Linked DNA regions of Anas platyrhynchos: region 1 is linked to region 2. Evidence: chromatin contacts called from public Hi-C data. All regions are on one chromosome and are shown on one strand. The core of a region is the stretch at or near the end of the contact, and the rest is flanking DNA. Distances in the headings are between cores, read along the strand shown.

Region 1 (3,351 bases), core at 757-3,256, 70 kb before region 2:
TGTTTGAATTATATTGACCTAAAATAATTGAATAATTGTCTAAAATAATAGAAAAAGAATTATATTGTAATATCAGGGGTTTAGTCACTTTTTTTAAAATTATTTTTATTTTATTTTTTCCCAGGCAAAACTTGTGGAGGATCAGCTTTCTCACCTGTGAAGAAAGAGAGTTACCTGGAGGAGTTCAGATATGCAAGTCTGAAAATCTGTCTCGGGAGGTGTAACAGGGTGCATAACATTTCTGCCTGTACAAAGAGTAACAGATCAGTCTGAATGGACTTATTTTAAGAGAAGGGACGAAGAGGGAAAAAAAGTCATTTCATCAGAGTGTGCACAGTGATCACTTCCGTAAAATGTTTCCTCAGCAAGCAGAATGGGAATTGCCTGCTCATTTCCGCAGGCTTCTTGAAGAATTTGTCACAGCTCCTCTGTGCCTGAGGAGCCAGGTACTGTCCAAGATAACAGTGAATAGCGAAACAGAATTCACTTCAAGATAAAGTTCAACAGAGTCAGAGCTGCTGCCGCTACGTGCTACCCACTTCCTATACAACAGTGCCATTGATAGGAATCTGGTTTTAATTACAACAGAGGCTAAAATGTCAGCATGTAAATGGCTAAAATGTCCTGGGGTGTAGACTGAGGATCCACATTTTTGCTGTCCTGAGGAGTAAATGAGAGGGTATTTTCTGCTGCAGCAGAGAGCACATTTTTTTGTTCCGTGAAAATATTTTGCTGCTTGTTTAGTATTTTCTTCCAATCAACAAAAAAGGACATGTGTTTAATCATTCAGGGTGGTCTTGGAGAACAGACTGTCATTTCTGCTCTGGAGCTAGGCCTTCTGTAACTTTCTGTGTCTTTTGTAATCCAACATGTCAGAATGGATATTTTTCTTTAAAATGGCTTGAAACTTCTGACTTGGGCTGAACTTTAACCTGCTGAGCCTGTTGGCGGTGATACAAACACCATCATTATCTTTATTGCAAAGGAAGATAATTTCAAATTTAGCATTCAAGTATTACTTGGGGAGGTTGTCATTTAAAGGGAGACTGAGTGGCCTCAGGTGATAGAACAACAGGCACTTCCACAGCAATCTCATATCTGAGGTCCTCAGACCAGAGAAACATTGTTCATTGCCCAATGCTGCCAAAATACTGCCATGTAACCATTGCAAATCACTTCATTCAAAGGTGTTTGGAGTGTCCGTATATCTTTCCAGATAACTCTGAATGTCTTTATAGACCAGATTAGAGCCCTTTCCTATTTCACAGGGGGATAATACAAAGATAAATACATTGTTAAGGCACTCCAGAGCTTAGGGGTTTTCATGTGCCTAATTCCCATTGAAGTCAATGGTCTCTGAACACTCTGTTCCTCAGTGAACACTTCTCCTCCTTCCTAAGAAATACGGAGTCTATTATCTAACTTGCTGTTCTAATGACTGTGGTCTTTGTGGTCACACAAAGAGGCTCCATAGTTGATACTCTTCCCACAGCCCAGGAAGAAATTTACAGCTTTTGCTGTGCAGCAAGTAACTCTGCAAAAGTTTTCCAGTTTGTATGGCTGACAGTGTGGTAGGGCTGTCTATGTTACAGACATAAGGTTCATCCTTTGTCCCCCCTACCACAAGTGTTCTCTAGTTAGGACAACTGATGAAGCTCTCTGGCACTGTCTGATTCTTGGGATTCCATGGACTGGAAGGTTTTCTAAGTCCCCGTTATAGGAAAAATTAGTACCAGAACTCATTAGAGGGAGGTGATGATAGGTTGTTCTGAATGGCCTGGGGAATACTCTGGGAAGACAAAGTGTGTGTGGGCGTCCACCTCATGACCAGATTACGCTGGGAAAGACAGGCATAAAGCACTCACATTTATGATATGTTTTCTAGCTATCTTGCTTGCAAAGGCTGAAACTATTAAAAGAGGGATTCCGAGTCCTGCTGTCTGTGGAGGTGCTGGCTGACTGTCTGTCACGATGATTGAGGGACATAAAGTTCAGACAGCTTAGTCATTACCCAGTTCTGGGAAATCCACCAGCATGCTCTTTTTCCTCTGAAAATGCTTCATCTCACGGCACAGTTTGTGCCTGGACCTTTTCCCCTAATCATCAGAGGTATGGGAAGGATTATTCAACTGAGTCATTCAGGGATAATTCTTTATTTTTATTTTTTTTTAAACAAAGAGGCTTCTTGCCGGCTGAAAGTTGAGAATTTGGAGGCCTCCAAACACACAGCTGCAGCTGTGTGGGATGTAGGATTTTCAGTTCTGGGTTCAAAGACAATCTAGTCTGCCTGTCTGTAACTAGATGAGACTTTCCACTATGCTAAGATGTGGAAATACCTCAGTTGCTTCAGATACCATCATTGGAAGCATTGGATGGATACAGTCATGAGTTCTTGCTTATATATTTTCTTAGGTTCCTTGTTTTGTTCCTGACCCCTGATTTCTTTGCCCCTCAATCAGGAGGCTAAAGCAAAAGCAAAACTCTATAGTGACGATCATGAACGAAAACAAATTGTACAAGAACAAGGTATAGTATTCGCTTAGTCAATGTAGTTTCCAAATCTATCTCACCTTTGTTTTCATTTTGGTTGGAAACATGAACAACAGCCATAACAAAAGTAGCAGCATAGCTTGTGGTGATAGACATGGTTAAAGCATTGCATTACTACTGCCTTGCCACAACATGTCAGTATAGTCCCGTATATGGTTCAGCCAGACTTCTCTTTACAGCCCCCTGGTTTAAAAGTGTCCCCTTGGAATTTGAGATTTTGCTGTTGTTCTTGTCAGCTTTGCTTTTGTCATCTGTGGAGAAATAGTCGTGTGCACTAAGTGGAAATGTACCCCTCTCTTCAGAAAATAAATACCAGACTTGTTTCAGGAACAAAAAATTCTACTTGAATTTGGTTCATTCTCAGCTTTCTTAATGCTTTTCTTTAAACAAATAAAGGATTGCAAACGTTCATTAAAGTCTGAGTTAAAATGTTCTAAAAACTTTTCCTTGCACAGTTCACATCAAACCATAAAAACTAATAAAATACAAAGAAACTATACTTATGTCTGTGGTTTGATTTATTTTTCTCTTGTATTTTAGAAACTGAAATGGTCTTTTCCAAGCAGTTAGGATTGTTCTATGGCAGTGAAACATTCACATCTGGTAATTTTATGCAGACCATGGCTAAGATACTGCCTCTAAGCAAGTGAATGCAGATGGTCTGCTTCATGTAATGAAGTTAGCCATCAGATTGTGAAAGCTGCTTTAGATTTTGGTACAGCCTAGAGCAAGGGAAGAGTCTGTTCCTTCTTGTGCTACACAGTCTCTCTGCAGTAGCTGTGATAACACCCAAGATTTATG
Region 2 (3,270 bases), core at 13-2,512:
ATGCTGGGCTGGGAACTGATCCCATGGGCAGCCGGTGACATTTCCAGGGGCTGGGAGAAAGCGGGGGCAGGCTGATTCATTCTCTGTCTCCTCTTCCTCCCTGGTTGTGTCTCCTGCTCGGGCTCCTTTCAGCCTTATTCATGAGCAGATCACTGAGGGAAGGGAACGGGGAAAGTTATTTGCATTCCAACATTACATTTAAAAGCTATAAATTACCGGCTACTATAAACAATCTCCTTGCTGACGGCACTGCTCATAAAAATCTGTGTTTGTGTGTGTGCTGCGTTCAGCTGTGTGTGTCCACATTCAGCCTTGTGGGATTTTTTTCTCCCAGTTATGACAACTATATTAATTCTTCTGGGCTCTGAATGCAATGCCTGATGCAACACATATTTTTGCTGTTTTTCTGGTTGTTGTAGGTCCAACTCAAAAGTAAAATCATTGCCACTGCTTTGAGTTAAGTTTTGGTGTTAGACTGGGAGAAAGGATTGTGGTCTCCTTGGCCAAAAGCCAGACAAATAGTAAAAATGCTTTAGAAACAGTGATATTTACTGTAGCCAGAAACACTGTGCTACTGCTGAAGAGGCAAAAAGGTTATGCAGAGGGAAAAACAAGGAGGAGGAGACTCAAAGATGTAATGTTTGCTGTGTGTCTGCAGGTAAGCTGAGTACACAGAGCTGGGAGTGGGGCCTGCAAGTGAAGGGAAAACTGCTCTATTTCTAACAGTACTCTAAAGACGTGATTCCTAAAGACTGTGAGAGTAAACAGAGTGTGGTGATGATGGTCTGCATCTGTGCAGTCTTTCAGGGTGGTGGTACATGTGAGGGGGCACAGAAATGCAGTGATCTTCAGCCCAGTGGGTTCCTGGGATCCAGTGTGCTTTCCAAAGCTTGCTGAAGTCTTCTGACTGATGAATCATGAAAAAATGTAATTCTGTTGGAAAAAAAAAATCAGTCTGTTTGATATGTATTATTCTCTTAGGTAACCCTGCCTTCATGAACTGGCAGGTTTTTCCCTCATGAGATTTAATTCCTGATGACTTCTTCCTCTTGTAAATACATGTAATGTCACAAGGCTGGCAGAGTCCTCAAACCTTGTGTTTGTGAGGTTTGAAGGCTTTGGCCACAGACTCTACCTCTTAGCAAAAAAAGAGAAATCCCCTGTATCTGTGCCAGACAGCATTATTTGTGAGTGCTGAGACTGGGCTGCCTGTGTTGGGGATTGCCCAACTGCTGACCGGACAAAGAGCAGCACTGCAGACCTCCATTTCGTAACCAGATACAGAAACACAAGGGAACTGTGAGTGCTCTGGAGGTGTTTATGGCAGGAACCACAGTCTGGAAGAGTTCTTGGCTCATGGATAGCTGCAACCTGGGATGGTTTTTTTTTTTTTTTTTTTTTGTTTTGTTTTGTTTTGTTTTTTTGTTTGTTTGTTTTTTTTTGTTGTTGTTGTTGTTTGTTTTGTTTTGTCTTTTTTTTGTTTGTTTGTTTGTTTGTTTGTTTGTTTGTTTTTCCCCACATTTTCAGATATGTATGGTTACAATTATCTGTACAAAAATCATGCATCGGACCTGTCAGGCCAAGGTCACCAGGTCAGGAGGGAAACCCTGCTCTGAGTAATGAAACCTCCGAGCAGGGTTAGTATTTTCAGCCTCAAATAAGAAGACCTTTCCTGTCTCCAGCCAATGCCAGGTGCAGTGTCACAGCTTCTCTGCTCCAGTGGCAGCTCTGCATGGGAAGGCTGAGCACACATGGCAGGCCTTAGCACTGTCATCCCAGCTGACCAGCAGATTGCTAGTGAAAAGCCTCCTGGGGGGTACCTGGGGTGCTGGATTGAGAAGGAAAGGAGCAGAGTGGCAAGGTGCCAGATCAAAGAGTTTCCTGTTCCCTGGTCACTCTCTAAACAACAGGCATTGCCTTCCCCTGTGCCCTGTCCCTCTCTGAGGAGAGCACTGGCAGGATTTGCATGCATCATCTCACAGGGCATTTGAAGGAGGTCCTTGTCCCTGGATCTTGCTCTTACCTGGCTCAGCAGCCACATTTGCCAGGTCACTTTCCATGCTTGCAGTGTGCAGCTAAACCTAGAGCAGGAGGTGCAGTGAGGTTGTGGCTGTACTTTGTGGGGCTGCTGCCGTGTGCTGGAGACTCGTCAGCTTTTCTCCAAAGGAGCAGGTATCTGCCCCATGGGACACCTCTCCAGGAACAGCAGGACTGTCTCTCCCACACAGGCTGTGCTGAGGTAATTCACCTCATCATGAGCTGAAATCCAGCTTGCATCAGCTCAAGGCAGTTTCAGGGCTAATTTCACTGGCAAAAAATGGTGCGGCGTGCTCACACTGGCTAGTGGGGATCCCCAAAGTGCAGTGTGCTCCAGGCTCACTGTCTCAGGTATCATCCTGTGTTTTTTTGCCCTGCTGTGAGCACTGGCACGAGGTTACCTTTGGAAGTGTGGACTGAGACCACTCACAATCCTGTTGGATTTTGGGAGTATCACTAAGAGGATTTAGTGAGGGGTAGAGATCTGGTCTGTTTGGATTTGGGGTGGTTTGGGATGGCAGCATGATAGAAGCATGGACTCAGATACTGGGAATTTCCATGTGAAAGCTGTGGTTTGTGGAGGATTTCTTCTCTGTTTCGCTTCAGCTCTGCTGGCCATTACTGGAGAAGAGCAGCAAATTCATTTACCCAGTCATCTCAGGTGGTGAAGCATGCACCACCATGTCCCCGTGACAAATAGGGGGGTGCAGGCCTGGGGCAGACCTTGGTGTGCTCCTGAAGGAGGTTCTGGCATTGTCTGATGGAAACACAGTGTCCACACCATTGGACCCACGTGAGGAGAGCAGCTCTGCCAGCAACTTCAAGGAGGTGTACGGCTTGCTGGAGTCCTGTGGCTAATGCAGAGATTTTCCATAAGAAAAGGAAAGGTCTGTGCACTGGTCTTTGGGTGTGAGCTCTTTATGGGGGTGAAAGGCAAAGGAGTAAAAGCCAGTCAGACCTGGGTGCCTGTGTTTCACACAGACCTGTGATCATTTCTGGAGGTCAGTCCTTGCTGTGCCAGGGTCCTCCACGTCTACTCACTACATCCAACCACACCTCCAGCGGGGCTTATCCAGGTCTGCTCCCCCACACTGCAGATTAAAGAAGGAAATGTTGTGTGCGCTGGCAGATCAGTGCCTGCACACTAATCTGCGGTGTGAGGGGATGCTGCTGAGGGGTATACAACGCTGCAGTGCTGGGTGGTGTGGACTGGATGAAAACCTGAAGAACAAG

Evidence for each region. Hi-C and Micro-C count contacts between places; a contact is called where the count stands out from the background.
Region 1: a contact with region 2 is called in a Hi-C map of liver, with 2.3 times the contacts expected there. The contact joins two enhancer-like sites. A contact is called at or near these places in 2 of 8 Hi-C or Micro-C datasets (liver and subcutaneous adipose tissue).

What each region holds. Positions count from the first base shown.
Region 1 is chr3:60,424,621-60,427,971 of IASCAAS_PekinDuck_T2T, reverse strand. No RefSeq gene overlaps it. Among named protein-coding and RNA genes, the nearest start is that of IL22RA2, 14 kb to the right of the region's middle. Within about 2 kb of position 2,006, at least 1 of the 8 cell types and tissues checked has an H3K27ac peak or open chromatin away from gene starts, as enhancers often do. A contact at or near this core is called in subcutaneous adipose tissue, where this site is marked.
Region 2 is chr3:60,354,118-60,357,387 of IASCAAS_PekinDuck_T2T, reverse strand. No RefSeq gene overlaps it. Among named protein-coding and RNA genes, the nearest start is that of IFNGR1, 27 kb to the left of the region's middle. Within about 2 kb of position 1,262, at least 3 of the 8 cell types and tissues checked have an H3K27ac peak or open chromatin away from gene starts, as enhancers often do. A contact at or near this core is called in subcutaneous adipose tissue, where this site is marked.